2 separate regions of the Mus musculus genome follow, and region 2 is linked to region 1. A link is a contact called in public HiChIP or PLAC-seq data. All regions are on one chromosome and are shown on one strand. Each heading gives the region's core, a stretch centred on a gene start, on an enhancer-like site or on the middle of the called end of the contact. The rest is flanking DNA. Distances are from core to core; before and after follow the strand shown.

What was found. HiChIP or PLAC-seq counts read pairs in DNA pulled down with a chosen protein or histone mark.
Region 2: an H3K27ac HiChIP or PLAC-seq map of extraembryonic endoderm stem cells shows a contact between it and region 1, with 4 times the contacts expected there. The contact joins two enhancer-like sites. A contact is called at or near these places in 1 of 484 Hi-C or Micro-C datasets (myocytes) and 3 of 115 datasets of contacts at active chromatin or transcription factors (astrocytes, embryonic stem cells and extraembryonic endoderm stem cells).

Annotation. Positions count from the first base shown.
Region 1 is chr19:55,589,249-55,596,770 of GRCm38.p6, forward strand. The region is part of intron 7 of Vti1a (vesicle transport through interaction with t-SNAREs 1A); the gene reads left to right. Among named protein-coding and RNA genes, the nearest start is that of Gm41871, 110 kb to the right of the region's middle. Within about 2 kb of position 3,788, at least 80 of the 459 cell types and tissues checked have an H3K27ac peak or open chromatin away from gene starts, as enhancers often do. A contact at or near this core is called in extraembryonic endoderm stem cells, where this site is marked.
Region 2 is chr19:56,249,019-56,256,540 of GRCm38.p6, forward strand. No RefSeq gene overlaps it. Among named protein-coding and RNA genes, the nearest start is that of Gm32144, 14 kb to the right of the region's middle. Within about 2 kb of position 4,738, at least 26 of the 459 cell types and tissues checked have an H3K27ac peak or open chromatin away from gene starts, as enhancers often do. A contact at or near this core is called in extraembryonic endoderm stem cells, where this site is marked.

The sequences.
Region 1 (7,522 bases), core at 2,538-5,037:
TGCTGCCCTGTCTTGGACAGAGTGCAGACTCAGAGTCCTCAGCTGCAGAGTCCAGGAACATTTATTTGCTGTCCCTGTGACTGTCTACCAGCTCACCGCACTGTCGCCTATGCCTGTGCTTCTGCCTGTTCTGGTGGTCCAAAAGCATCTTTGCAGACTGCATCGGACCTCACAGGAGACAGGAGATACAAAAGTAAAAAAACTGTGTGTGGCGCAGGGTGATGGTGGAGGGTAAGAGTGGGAGCCTGCAGAACAGTGCTGCTGTGGATCTGCCCTCAGGTAGTGTTGCTGCATTCCTGCGCCTCCCAACTTGATCAACCAAGTTCCTTAACCAAGCCAGTGCAGAGGGAGAGAGTGGTGAAGCTTATGGGCAGGGCAGTCACAGATGGTGAATCTGACACCAAGGACAGGGGCTTGCTTTATGGCACATGGCCAGACCCGGATGTCTCTCCTTTCTGGTGGACCGAGTAATGCTTAGGACTCAGTCCTGGAGGGCAGGTGGGAGTCCAGGGAAAGACCTGTGGGTGGGGTAGCATTCTTAGCCGGGAACCAAGGAGGAACCGCGGTAAGCAAGACCCAGAGTAAGGAGGCTCTTAAGAGGAAGGCATGGGAGCTTCTGAGGCTGTTTCACAGAGGCCACCCACTGTCACCATGGGCCATGTGAGCCTGCCAAGGCCAGGACTGCCAATGCCTGTACTGGGTTACAGTCTCCCTCTTTATAAATGCTGACGATTTTTTTTTAATTATTATTTAAACTGAGCAGGTCAAAGCAACGTATATGCATAGGACTATCTAGCCATGGACTGGCTGGCAGCTGGCGGCTTCTGTTCTGACCCAATCCATTCATACTATGCAGCTGGCATGTTCTTCTATAAGTAGTTCGAATTTCAATAGGGTCCTGGCACCTAGAGAGGGCACGGGGCTGGCCTAAAATCACCTCAGAATAGCTCGCCAGGGAGTTGGAGATATGGCTCAGTGCTTAGGAGTCCTCTGCTTTTGCGGACTCTGGTTCAGATCTCAGCACCCACGTAGTAGCTCACAGCTCTCTGGCACTCCAAGGCTAGGGATACAATGCTCTCTTTTGGCATCTGTGGGTACTACATGTACGTACACACACACACACACACACACACACACACACACACACACAACCACATAAACCTTTGTTTCTAAACTTTTTGATAGTGCTTTAACATAAAACAACATATAATATAAATATAAATATAAATAACATATAAACAAAAATTTGGCTAAAAGGTGGTAGCTTTCTAAATAGGAAGAATTAATCCCAAACATTATCTTAAAAGACACACAACTCCGCAGCTGACTGTCAGTAACACCTTAGTTCTGCCACATTTTAAAAGTCACCGTCTAGTTTCTTTCCTAAACAGAAACTGTCCTTAGTAGGCTTCAGTGTCAGCTTTGGGGTGCAGGGCACCACCCGCTGCCTGGCTAGTTTAAATGGCTAGTTTTCAGAAATTAATCAGACAGGTGGAACATGGGTATAGAGAAGTTTCTCTATTCTCCCTCCCCCACCTCCCCCTCCCTCCTTCCCCCCCCCCACCCCTCTCTCACTGAACATGCAGGACCCAGAGGCAGGAGGTGCCCCATCCCACAAGGTGGCACATAGAAGAAAGAGCCCAGCAGTCCAGAGGCTGGGTTCATATGGACTCAAATCTGGAGGTGACCCTGCCGCTTTTCAACTCTCTGGCCCCGGAAAAGTTAACTCAGCTATATAATCTTTATATGTCAGACGCTAACCAAATACTCTGTCAGATACATGGTTTACAGATATACCCCCCCCCCCCACTCCTCATTTCTCTTGTCTTCATGAAAGCTTTTCTTTTAAAGATTTATTTATTTATTATATGTAAGTACACTGTCGCTGTCTTCAGACACTCCAGAAGAGGGCGTTAGATCTCGTTACGGATGGTTGTGAGCCACCATGTGGTTGCTGGGACTTGAACACTGGACCTTTGGAAGAGCAGTCGGGTGCTCTTACCCACTGAGCCATCACACCAGCCCTTTTTTTTTTTTTTTTTTTTTTAGATTTATTTAAAAGCTTTTCTTTATGGCAAAGACCAAGTTGTTTTCTCTTGGCTGCTTCTGCTTTGGTGTCCTGCGGAAGGAACTGACACTAAACCAGTGACAGAAAGAGCTCTTCTTTTGTTTTCTTTGAGGTTTAGACTTGTGGGTCCTTCTTGCTGGCCATTGATGCATTTAGAGTTCATGCTTGGATATGGTGTGAGGTAAAGGTTCATACAGATACTTGTAAAGCCACCATCGTGAAGGAAGAAAGAGAACTCTGGGTTCATGTGGCCATTGTCTAACAGGACATGGAGCAACAAGGACAGAACTGGCTGGGTCATAATCTCCCAGCAGCTCCCAGATGTCATCCTTGGCGTAAAGTGTTTTTTCCCTTTCTCAGCTGAGGCGTAACATTTGAGCATCTCCATGGAGTGTGGTCTGATCATTCATTACATGTGTGCGATGTGTAATAATGAATTCAGGGTAGTAAGCATTCCGCCTCTTCCAACATTAATCGTTTCCATGCGACGGGAGCTCAGAGCATGTGATTCTACAGCGCCCAGATGTGTTCAGGAGATTATCTAACCATCAGTGGGGCAGTATAACTAACGTCTGTCTCTTACGCCCCTGCCATCTCCTGGCCTTGGAGCAGAAGTTAGAAAGAAGAGAGAACTGACTTTATCCTCAGATGACTAAGACAAGGCCCGGTGGCATCAACCAATACTTCAGTTCTCAAAATGAGAGAGGCATAGACATAGCAAAGGCCAAGTCCTGTGGTAACCACGGTTGCCAAGCCAAGAGCCATACTGTGCCTGGGAGCCCAAGTCCATCTGAGGGCAAACACTTGCAGTGAGCAGACTTAGAAATAAGTTCCAGGCAATGGTGTCAAGTTCTTCCATTTTTCAAGTGACACAGTTGATCTGATTCATAGGAAGTACCTGGAAGTGTCGTGAGTCAATTAAATCTTATTGCCTGGAAACCATTTATAAGAGGTCATAAATTATTGAAACAACACAATTAGAAGTCCCACAAGCAAATGAGTTTCATGTGTTATGTATAGGACTCCCCTGAACCTGAGGACCCATCAAATTGATAGAGTATGTTTATGCGGATTGTGGTGCCCTTCTGTGTTCACAGGAGTGTGTTACCATGCAACAAGGCTGGCATAGCCCAGGCTAGACCAAAACAAGGAAATGAGCTTTCCACCCATGGGAATGATGCTGGCTGTGTCCCAGTCAGCCAGGACTATTCGACTGTCTTGTCCTTAACATGCACTCAGCAAATGCTGGTCATCTGGCAGGAGAGTGCGGAGGGGGTCCTACAACTGGATTTGAAGATTGCTTTTCTAATAGCACTACCTTCAATTTTATTTTTTAATATGTGTGTGTGTGTGTGTGTATGTGTGTGTGTGTGTGTGCGCACACAGGCTCTAAGGGTTGTCTTGATCTATTCCCATGTAAAACAATGGTTTTGTCTGTGGGCTACGAAGCATAGTTTAAGGTGACATAAGACAGTGTAACACTGGTCCCCTTGCCACCAGATCTATGTATGGTTTACTTAAATAAAGAACTGCCCTAGAACACAGCCATGCATGATCTCAGCCCAGAGTTCTTCCCCCAGCCCCTCAGAACTTCTCTCTGTAAAGTCATCCCCTCCGTTGCTGAGGTACCTGAAGGATATGAGGATCGAAGGAAGCCCAAGCCCCATGAGGTTAATGATCAACACCTTATTTTCACCATGTTGACTGTTTCAGCCCCGAGCTTAGGTTGTTATCAAGGCAAACCACACCAGTGCAGACAAACTGGGAACAAAAGGCTGGTCAGAACTAGTGCAAAGGCGGCAAATTTGAGCAGAGTAATTAAAACAGGATAAAGGCAGAAACAGTTACACAGAGCGCCGGTCTTTCTTGTACATGCGGCTCAATTTGTGGGTTTTAAATATCACCGGATAACTTTCCGAATCTATCCATGCCTTCTTCACTGGTGGCAAATGTGTCACGTGATCTGGGAGAATAAACAGTTCCTTGTTAATTAATTTATACAGCTGTCAGTGTGGCTCTCTCAGTCTCTGCTCTCTAAGTGTTTCCCTGCCATAGATTTTTCTTGCCATTCCTTGGCAAGCCTCCAGTGAGAGCCTGGGATTTATAAGGCAGACTTGGTGCAAAGTCTATTGATTGTGGCCCCAAGGGTAATAACTAACTAGAGCCAGAGCAACAAGTCAATAACCGCATTGTTGCCGCAGCCCGCACTCGCCGGGGGAGTGAGATTGTTTTACAGCAGCCGAGGGGAATCATGGGCAGATCAGTGTGCTCAACACGCGCTGGCTGCGCAGCGTTAGTGCCGAGGACCATTTGAAGACTTTGAGCAGGATCGCGCTGGCTGCGCAGCGTTAGTGCCGAGGACCATTTGAAGACTTTCAGCAGGATCGAGGGAGGATGGGGTGGGGTACTGGGATTACAAGCCCTGTGAACTCCTTCATTACAGCTTAAAGGTTTCAACTTTAGTTTTTAACATCTGCTGCAACCTCAGAGAGTTGAGGTTCAGGGCTGATGTGAGGGAGGGCAGGCTCTTGCGCCCAAGCACTAGATGGTCCGCTCAGCTCGCTGTGTGTCCCTGAACTCTGTGCACAGAGAGAATGCCTCCCAGCTGTTGTCTGTCTTCTGCGCCTTCCTGATGAGTGACATTGCCATAGTGAGTCAGACCCAAATGGGAACACAGAAGCCAGTTGTCCACGGGTCTCCAGTGACCCAGACTGGACGTTTTGCAAATCTCTCACAGTGTGTGTGTGTGTGTGTGTGTGTGTGTGTGTGTGTGTGTGTTTTAAAAGTATTCTGTGCAAGACTGATAATTTTTCCCACTCTTTCTTACTTTAATGAATCATATGGAAATTTATGCCAAAATATGAAACTCGAGAAGCTTTTTCAAACTTTCTTGCAGTGTGAGTCACTTTAACGGAAGGTCCGGCCGGGCACGTGTGCCTCTCCACCCGCTCTCCATCCTCCGGCAAAGCAGAGCGTGCTCACTGTTCCTAAGAACGAAATCAGTGCCAGGCCAGCAAGTGAAGAAAAGGGTGAAGGGCCTGCCACCCAGACAGCCTACACTTAGTCGCTAGGACCTATGTGATAGATTGAAAGAACCAACTGCCACAAGCTAGCTTCTTATACCACCCTCCCCTCCCACATATAAAATACATGTAACTAACATTTTTTAAGTAAGGTATAGTTTATTCAGTACTACCATCCAACATTTGATTCAAGCAGGCTACTGTGAGACGTGAGTGTCTTCTTATCAGGTTTTTTCGTTGTGGCTTCGAGGGTTGTTTGCTATTTCATCTAAATGAAGAAATCCTGGTCTACTAAAGTTCACCTTTGTGATGCCAGCATTTTGTGACATAGCAAGATGACCAAGCTTTGGCAGAAGAAGGGAGAAGCCTGCAACAGAAGTTCAGGAAGTTAGTGGCACACTTCCCTAAGAGAAGCCATTAATAATCACCACAAAGGATGAGTGAATGAATGAATGAATGACAACAAGCATCCCAGTTTGCAAAGGAAGCATTTCATTTCATTTCAGTGGTCATGTTTATCATAACCAGACTCGAGACACCACAGTACCAGTACAGACAACCACATTGCGCTTGCAGGGATTTCCCTTGCCAGGGCCAGCTATCTCTGTCCACTAGGCAGTCTCCTGTGGGTCAAAATCCTTTCAGTGGGGTAAACAGGGCATGAGCAGTGGGAAATGATAGCTCTGTTCTGGAAAGTTAAGGAGGTGGCATTTGAGCTTGTAAACCAGTGGCCACCTGAGTTATCTTTTTATGGAGACTAGATTTTTGACACACAGATAAGCTCAGCAGGACTTAGCAGTGACTTTTAAAAAACCAACCAAACAAACAAACAAAAAGGCACCAGGCTCTACAGCGTAGACCTCCTGTCTTTTCATAGCCCAGTAGCTTAATAGAGACTCAGGCACACTCATAGAAGCCAGTGTGGGGAGCCAGACCTGTTTTGAGCCATTTCAGGATAACCAGGAGTTTGAAAATGTCCCTTTGGTCTGTAAGTGTGTGCTCACATGATTCCTCTAAAAGGCCAGTGCATTAAATCTTTGCTTTGACAATTAGATCATCTTCAACCGTTTCCAGCCAGCAAGTGGTTTTCATTACTTTATTGGGGCGGGGTGTCTGTCTCTCTGTCTGTCTGTCTGTCTCTCATGTGTGTGTGTGTGTGTGTGTGTGTGTGTATACACATGTGTACAGTTTCTGTGTGGGTTGTTCTGAACAGACATCCAGATATTATTGCATCCCTTCAGCAGGTGGGATTGGAGAGCAGGGGAGGCCCTCCTCTGCATAGCCTGTGTGCTGTAGGTCTGCTGCTCTGTAGGGCCTGCTCCTCTCCTACAATCTTCTCTTGTTGCTCTTGTTGTCCCGATCTCTAGATTCCCAGAGATTCGCTTCCTGTTACAAGCTACTTGTTAGCATTCAGCTCTGAGTTGTCAATACTAACTGTTTAATTCCACACTTACCCGGACACCTGGAATGTTGATAATCAGGGGTTTGGGCAGCAAGGTGCTTTTGGGAAAGGAGCTTAGCAATTTCACATGTAGCTTCCTTCCTTAGATGGACACGTTATGTCAGAATCCAACTTGTGAGTGTTTGAAAGCAAGATTGAAAAGTCAGCCCATTTTCCTCCTCATGACTTCTGGAGGCAGCATGTATGTTGGGGGTTGGGGGGGGGGGGAGGCTGGAGCCTGGCTGTCTCCGAGTGTTGCGGGACTTCCCAGGTGTCAGGTGACAGCCCCAGGTGGGCTCTCCCACTTACCCCGTGCTGACCTTATCAGGTGTGCATTGTGGCTCCCATTTTATAGATCGGGAAGGTAAATATCAGAAAGGTTGATGATTTACTCAAAGCCACCTAGCTGATAAGTAGAAAGCAAAGTCATCACGGTGGCCCACTGGTCTGTCACTACCCGGTCTCCACTTCCTCTGCCCTCTTCTCCCCACCCTGATCCCCAGCTTTTTGTTTTCCTAAGTTCTTTTCCTTCCTCTCCTTTCCACTGTACCACTGCAGGCAGATGCCCTTAGCACATTCTTCACCCCCCCCCCCCACACACACACACACACTGGCAAGCCCTGTCTGGGCTCTGGGTAAGCTCAGTCCATGGGCAGAGAGCAAATGTAATCTCCCAAAGTATGAAGTCTGATCCTTGCAGTGTCTCTAGACTGAGGAAATGCCATCCACCGGGGAGGGGGAGGGGGTCCGTTTATTTTTTTTTTTTTGAGGTCTGAAAGTTCCATGAGGGCAGGGCCAGTCTGGTTTTGCCTATCACTATGTTCCTGGCTAGAACATTTCCCGTGGAAGACAGGCTGGGAATGCCATCTCAATACACTCAGATGAGACAGCCTGCATGAAGGGCCTGTGGCTTCCTTTTCCTCCATGCCCTTTCTCCTCCTGAGGCTTCCAAGTGGAAACATCTATGCCTGGTGTCACATCACAGTGGGA
Region 2 (7,522 bases), core at 3,488-5,987, 660 kb after region 1:
GCTATTAAAAAGAATGAATTTATGAAATTTCTAGGCAAATGGATGGACCTGGAGGGCATCATCCTGAGTGAGGTAGCCCAATCATAAAAGAACTCACATGATATGCACTCACTGATAAGTGGATATTAGCCCAGAAACCTCGAATACCCAAGATATAAGATACAATTTTCAAAACACATGAAACTCAAGAAGAACAAAGACCAAAGTGTGGACACTTTGCCTCTTCTTAGAATTGGGAACAAAACACCCATGGAAGGAGTTACAGAGACAAAGTTTGGAGCTGAGACAAAAGGATGGACCATCTAGAGACTGCCACATCCGGGGATCCATCCCATAATCAGGCTCCAAACGCTGACACCATTGCATACACTAGCAAGATTTTGCTGAAAGGACCCTGATATAGCTGTCTCTTGTGAGACTATGCCAGGTTCTAGCAAACACAGAAGTGGATGCTCACAGTCAGCTATTGGATGGATCACAGGGCCGCCAATGGAGGAGCTAGAGAAAGTACCCAAGGAGCTAAAGGGATCTGCAACCCTATAGGTGGAACAACATTATGAACTAACCAGTACCCCGGAGCTCGTGTCTCTAGCTGCATATGTATCAGAAGATGGCCTAGTCGGCCATCATTGGAAAGAGAGGCCCATTGGTCATGCAAACTTTATATGCCTCAGTACAGGGGAACACCAGGGCCAAGAAGTGGGAGTGAGTGGGTAGGGGAGTGTGGGGGAGGGCATGGGGGACTTTTGCAATAGCATTGGAAATGCAAATGAGAAAAATACCTAATTTTAAAAAAAAGGATGTGGGGGAGGAGGAGCTGGGGTGTCTCCTGGTGCTGTGAGAAGCTTCCGTGTGGCTTCCTGGGGGTAAGGGTAGCTCTTCCGATCCACTAACTATCTTGACTGGCAGCCCAAAACCTGTAGGAAAGCCATTTGGAGTTTGGCACAGAAGAACAAAAGAGAATATTCCAAACCCTGTACAGTGAATTATGTGCACTACTCCACTTGATTTCCAGAATAACCTTCTGCGGAAAGTCTTTATCCAAAGAATTATGGAGTCTGACAGGTTTTTAAATTGAGACTTTTTTTTTTTTCATTTATGGGATTAGTAAAGTTGCCCAGGTTAGTCTTAAACTTATGATTCCTGCCTCAGCCTCTCGAGTTAATGTTTTTAAAGATTTGTCCTATCATGATTCAGACTGGCCTGGCTGAGAACTCACCATGTAGTTTAGGCTAGCTCAGGTTGGCCTCAGACTCTCAACAATGCTCCCATTTCAACCTGTGAGTGCTTGAGACCACAGGTATGAGCCAAGCCCGGCTGAATTTTTTTTTTTCCTTTTAGCTATTAGGAAGGAAGAAGTTGGGACACAGACTGAGTCACGCAACACCTGGAGCGTCTGCAGTGACTCCCTTTGATCAGAAAGATTCGTGTTTTGCATGAAATTTTATTCATGCTCACATTTGGTGGGACACACAAAAGTCAGCTTCATGACCATTCAGGTCAGGTTCGGTGCTAATGGCAGTCCTTGGGGGAGAGAGGCAAGGCTTTCTACCTGAACAGCCTGTCGGATGTGAGAGGCAGGGGGCATCTGGACCCATGTGGCAACACTCGGGCACAGCGAGGAAGCTGAGCTACACTCTGTATCGCACTCTGATTTTGAGTGACCGCTTCCTACGTCATCTCTCTGGGATCTGAGCTCAGTCCCTCTGGAACTTGAGTTCCATCAGTCTTTGCTGCTCTTTCTTTGCCAGCCCCTCTGCTGGGCACTCAGCTGCTGGAGCATCCACCCAGCTACAGAGATCTGCTTACCTCCCTTTCTTCAGCCAACCCTGCTTCTTCCTTCTTGGCTCTCAAGAAGGAGGATCAACCAACGGGTAGACAAAAGGCAAAATATGGCCATTTTTATTAAAAAATGGAGCCTCAGTAGACTTGTCTGTCTGGGATGCTGCATGCCTTGGGGACTGCCACTGGTGGGTCTAGAACGGTCCATGTCTGATACAGTGAACATTTCTAAAGCATCAGGCAAGGTCCTAATCTGTTGCTCAGATCTCCCTGCCCCTGTAGGATACTGCCTGAGGGTCACCTGGGTCTGGAACAGGTTGCTTCAGAGGTTTTTTTGGCCTGTGTGAGGAAGCCTGTGGGCAACCTAGAAAGGCCAAGTCTCAGCAGAACACAGAGCCTTCCTCAAAAGTAGTGTGTCTCGGGGTTGTCTCTGCCTTTTCCTCCTCCTAAAGTCCTGTCCATGTGGAAGCAAAGGGGCCCAAAGCCACGAGGATGAGACAACGGAGAGACGCTGTGTGTGCAACAGGCCACAGCTGTGAGGCTGAGGGAATGGAGAGGCTGACTGTGTGCATGCAATAGGGGCAGGCAGATACCCTGCTCTCGCCAGGGAATCCTATTCTATCTGTTAATAGATGATGAGTGTCTTCCATAAGTTTCCAGCTGTGAGTGACAGGGACTCTGGGTCTGCAGAGAGCTGGCAGCCTTTGGCAGAGAGTTTGCCTTTGGCCTCTTCAGGCAGCTCCTGCCTGTCTTTCAAGCAATCGAAAAGGCCTCGCCATTCCAGGGACAAGCAAGCACTGAGCTGAGGATGGGCGGAGAACTCCATCACGCCTCTGGGAGAGAGGAAAGTTTTACTGCAGCAGCACAGAAGTTCTGCTGTGTACTTGGCTCCCTGCTGACCCAGCTAATGTTCGAACTTTCAAAGAACCAGGTAGGAGTCTGACAGGCTCGCCAAGAACAGAGAGGAATCAAATCTTCCCTGAGAATCTTGCAAGATAACTTTTTTTTCTCTGTTTCTGAAGGGACTTGGGTCCAAGTTTTTGCCTGGGGAGAAACTGCTCTCAGGAGCTTGGGGGCAGGAAGAGAGTGAGTCCTGCCTGAGAGGCCCCCTGAGGGTAGAGGGAATTCCAGCGGGGACCCTAGGCAAGGCAGCATTGTGAATAATGAGCCCCCTGTTCAATCAGAGGTGGCTCCAAGCGAGATACTATGCTGAAGGTTTTATGTGGGGACCACAGGTCACCATTTCTCACAGAAACATCCATCACATGAGATATTGCCAAAAGGTGCGTTTCTTACAATACATGGCATTTCATCATTGAGATTAGTTTATTTGACAGTGTGTGTGTGTGTGTGTGTGTGTGTGTGTGTGTGTGAGAGAGAGAGAGAGAGAGAGAGAGAGAGAGAGAGAGAGAGAGAGAGACCATGAAAGGTAGCCTTGTTCCTGGTTGAACTAAAGCTGGAAACCACTGTGATCCTAAAGGAGATGAAAGGCGTGTTTCACCGGTTCCTGCACACCAGGTCCCTGTCACTAGTCTCGGCCCCCCATAGATTTGTGCCCATCAGTCACTTAGGGGCAACGCTCCAAGCCCCTCCACAGGTAGAGGATTTGAAGTGTGGTCACATAGGTTCAAGACAGATCTCTATTTTTATGAGGTACCTAAAGGTTGGGGGACGTAGGCAATAAGCTTTCCTTCCCAGACACTCTTCCCTGCAAAAAGGTATTTAACCTCAGGTCCACCCTGAGAAGTGGGGTACACAGTCTTACTCATCCACTTTCCGCCATGACAATAAATGTCTTAAAACCATGGACTTCCTCTTTTCTTCATGATCCGCCTTGGGGAGCCATGGAGAAGGCCTTTGCCTACAGAGCGGCTGTCTAATCTGTAGAAGGCCTCTCTATGCTCCAAGCCAAGATCGAGCCCAAACTCAAGCCTACTTTTGCAGTCAAGCCAAGAACTTTCCTCGTGGGACCAGCTGGAGCTCCTCCTAACCCCACAACACACAAGCACACACACACACACACACACACACCGCCCTCGGGCCAGATCCAACCAGAGGGTCCCCACTCCATTCTCAGCTTTTCCAAGGCTTCCATAGGTGCCTGGGTGTCTGTGAGCCTGAGAACCAGACAGCCCCAGCCTTGGCCTCCTCACAGGCCTGGGGACCCTGAGCCTGCTCCAGCTCTCAGACTGCAATTCCCCACCTCCAGAGTTGTGTCCCTGGGCTGCCCTACAGCCCAGCCCTGTAGCAGAGCAGACTCGGGACCCCATAACCCTACGTGTGTGTGTGTGTGTGTGTGTGTGTGTGTGTGTGTGTGTGTGTGTGAAGATCTCATACTATATATAGTCCAGATTGACCTCAAACTCACAGTGATCCTCCTGCCTCAGCCTCTCAAGGGTTGGAACTACAGGTGTGTACCACCATACTCAGCTGAGGGGCAGTTTTTCCTTTTCTTATTCAGTGACAGATAAAAGCAACTGGGGGCAACTGAGATTTGTGTAACTCAGCGCTACTTCATTGCGATTTGAATGTGAAATGTCTTGCATAAACATCTGTATTCAGACGGGTCTCAGCAGGAGGCGTTTGGAGAGGTTATGGAACAACCAGACTGTGAGGTTTCGCTGGATGAAATCCATCTGGGGGGGGGGGGCTGGGGGGGGCCTTTGACGTGTTACAGCCAAGTTTCACTTTCTGTTCTTTCTGTGTTCTGCTTTGCAATGCCAGGAGCACTGAGCATGCGCAGCTACGATGTAGTCCCTGTAACCTCTGGATGGGTTAAACACTTTCTCTCTGCCTTTGTTTTTTTATCAGAGTATTTTATCACAGCAATGGAAGGAGATATCGGTCTTACAGATTGAGGACACCGAGGCTCAGAGAAACAGGTTAGGAGACCCGTCCATGGCCTCATGGCCTCTATCTGTACTTGAAATGGGCTACGCTTGCTTCCAGAGAGGCAGCAGGAGGAGAGCTATCCTTCAGGGTGGGGAGTGTCTGCTCTTCAGGCAAGCCTGAGAGGAAGAGGACATCGCAAGACTGCACGCAGGCTGGTGAGCTGCAGGGTGGGATAGAGAGTCAGGAGGACCTAGGGCGGGCTCCACATTGTCAGTGCTCAGCTCCCAGACTTCAACTGACTTTAAGACTCTGCCTCCAGCTTAGATGCAGTTGTTAAATAAATTATTGTATTGGTTAATGGCTGGATCCATCAGTCAATCAACTGGCTGATCAATCGGTTGGTTGACTTGGGGGTGCCATGGCACCTCTGTGGAGGTAAGAAAAGAACATATACTCTACTGTGTGGTCTCAGGTTATCAGCAAGCACCTTTGTCCACACAGCCACGTCCCTCGCCCAGATTCACTTTAATTCATGATAGCTGAATTGTCGACAGAAAACAAGCAAAACCCACAAAGGAAACATCCCCTGCAGATCAGACCAACTGTGACTGACGTTTCAGTAGAGGCTTCCGTAGTGGCAGCTGGAAGTGGAAGAATTCTGAACTCTGATGTTAAGAAAACACACTAAGGCTGGGCAGTGGTGGCGCACGCCTTTAATCCGAGCACTTGGGAGGCAGAGGCGGGCAGATTTCTGAGTTCGAGGCCAGCCTGCTCTACAGAGTGAGTTCCAGGACAGCCAGAGCTACACAGAGAAACCCTGTCTCAAAAAACAAACAAACAAACAAACAAACAAACAAACAACCCAAAAAACCCCACACTAAGTCCTGATCTTGGCTTTTGTGAATGTATGCATGCATGTGTGTTGTGGGATCCAACGACTGGACTCTCTCTGTACCCCAGGCTGGCCTTACTAGATGGGGATGCAGGCCTGGCATATTGCACTTTTTAAGGAAGTCTTAGTTCCTTGAACTCCCTGAGCCTCAGTGTGTTTGGTTGCAAAATGGGAACAGTAAGGACACCAGCCAGGAAGTGCAGTTGTAAATATTTCCTGAGGGTGAGGGGGAGCCTGGCGTGGCTTGTTCTCAGCAAATTGAAGTTAGGGTTTTATTATTGCTGCTGTGAGGTCATCTTGGTGATAGACAGCTCGGGACCTTTCTGTCCACACTGCTCCTGAGACCACAGGCATCATGTATTAGCCCCTCCTCCCTCTGCCTCCCCAGACCCCTGGGAAGGGCGGTGCCTGCTCTCTAGCGCCCCCAGGTGTTCATGATGGTAGTTCATGCACTTTGTTTTCTCCCTGTGCCTTCCTCTCGGCCAGAGATCTTGGGCTAAAGGATCAGGGCCAGGGAGTAAGTAAGAGCCTTGCCACAAACGGAGGGAAGGAGCGTTCTGGACTCTCCCAGGAGCTTCCTAGGGGATCAACCCAAGTGGTACTCCAAACACTTCCCCAAGCCCCAGGACTCCAAGATTCTCAGGTGTGCTGGCTCCGCGGCTCGGACCCTCTGTCAAGCTCCTAATTCAGTGACCTGTGAGTTCATCATAGAGGAAGAGGACGGGACTATGACGGTCACTCTCTGACATGAAACTTAGGGTTGTCCCTCTCCAACTCTGTTTATCTGAGGTGCCCACCTTTGATCTCCAATGCAAAGTCAAATGTCACCTCCTCCAAGATGCCCTCCTGGCTCTCGGACAAGCTCTGGAAATCCCAGAGGTCTTTTCACAAATGCACTAGAATTTGCCAGTCTGCCTATCCTACATGGTCCTCCCTCTCTTCCCTGACAGCACAGAGCTATAATATAGTAGACGCTCAATAAATACAGGCTGGACAAAGACATAGATGACTAAATGCCTGTTCCCGCATTCTGCTGGAAGTTGCAAGGAAATTATCCATTAGATCTTTGCATCTGCCTGCTGTGGCACAAGTAGTCTGAGATTAATGACAGCAGCCACAATAAAAGAAACAACATCCCTCCCCGCTGGACTCTTGCTTTATTGAGGCCTGGCTTACAAGTTGGATTTGGTATCCTTGTCTTTACTGCCCTCTTGTGGTAAAACATTGCTACTGCATCCAGGAAAGTTAGAAACTTCATTAAAAGCAAAGACCCTGTTTTTACCCCCTGAAGTAATGTTTTTAGAATTCCTGAATCAGTTCAAGCCAGGGTCCCACGCTCTGTATGCATCTGTGACCTTCAGTCCATATTCCCAAATTATAAGGGAACTGTAAGAATGATAAATAGGCCCAACCCTAAAACAGCATCATTATACACACCACATCGATTCTGGATTAGAGCTGTTGGATACTTCAGTGTGGCGGGGAAGGATGTGATAAGTATATAGCAAGTTTCTTCCAATCAAGACATTAAAATAACTGTAGAAATCTCATCCAAAGCAAGTGGCTGCAGATCACACCAACCATCCGGAATATACAAAGAAGGAGACTGAGATTCATGTAGTCTAACTCCCAAAGTTTGGAGCCAGACACTGGTCCCACCACACTGTCTAGTTGACTCTAAAAAGCTGCTTTCTCTCTGTGAATGCTGTTTCCCCAATATGGTTCAGCTGGAAAACCTGCTATACAGAGTTGTGACAGTAAGTGAGAATTTGAAATGACAGGGCCAGGACTTCAGGGTGCTGCTGGCATCCAGTGAGCTCTGATACAAACTAGCCATAACTACAATAAGTCCTTAACTGTCTGGTGCAGATCAACAATTGAAGGGAGTCAGATCTCACACACACACACCAGCCAATAAAATAAGGTGCTTGTTGATATGGTAGTCCATGATAAGTTGAGACAAGCAACTGTTAGAGGCTGCAGGAAGAGGCAAACATCCATTGGCTCTTAAACAAA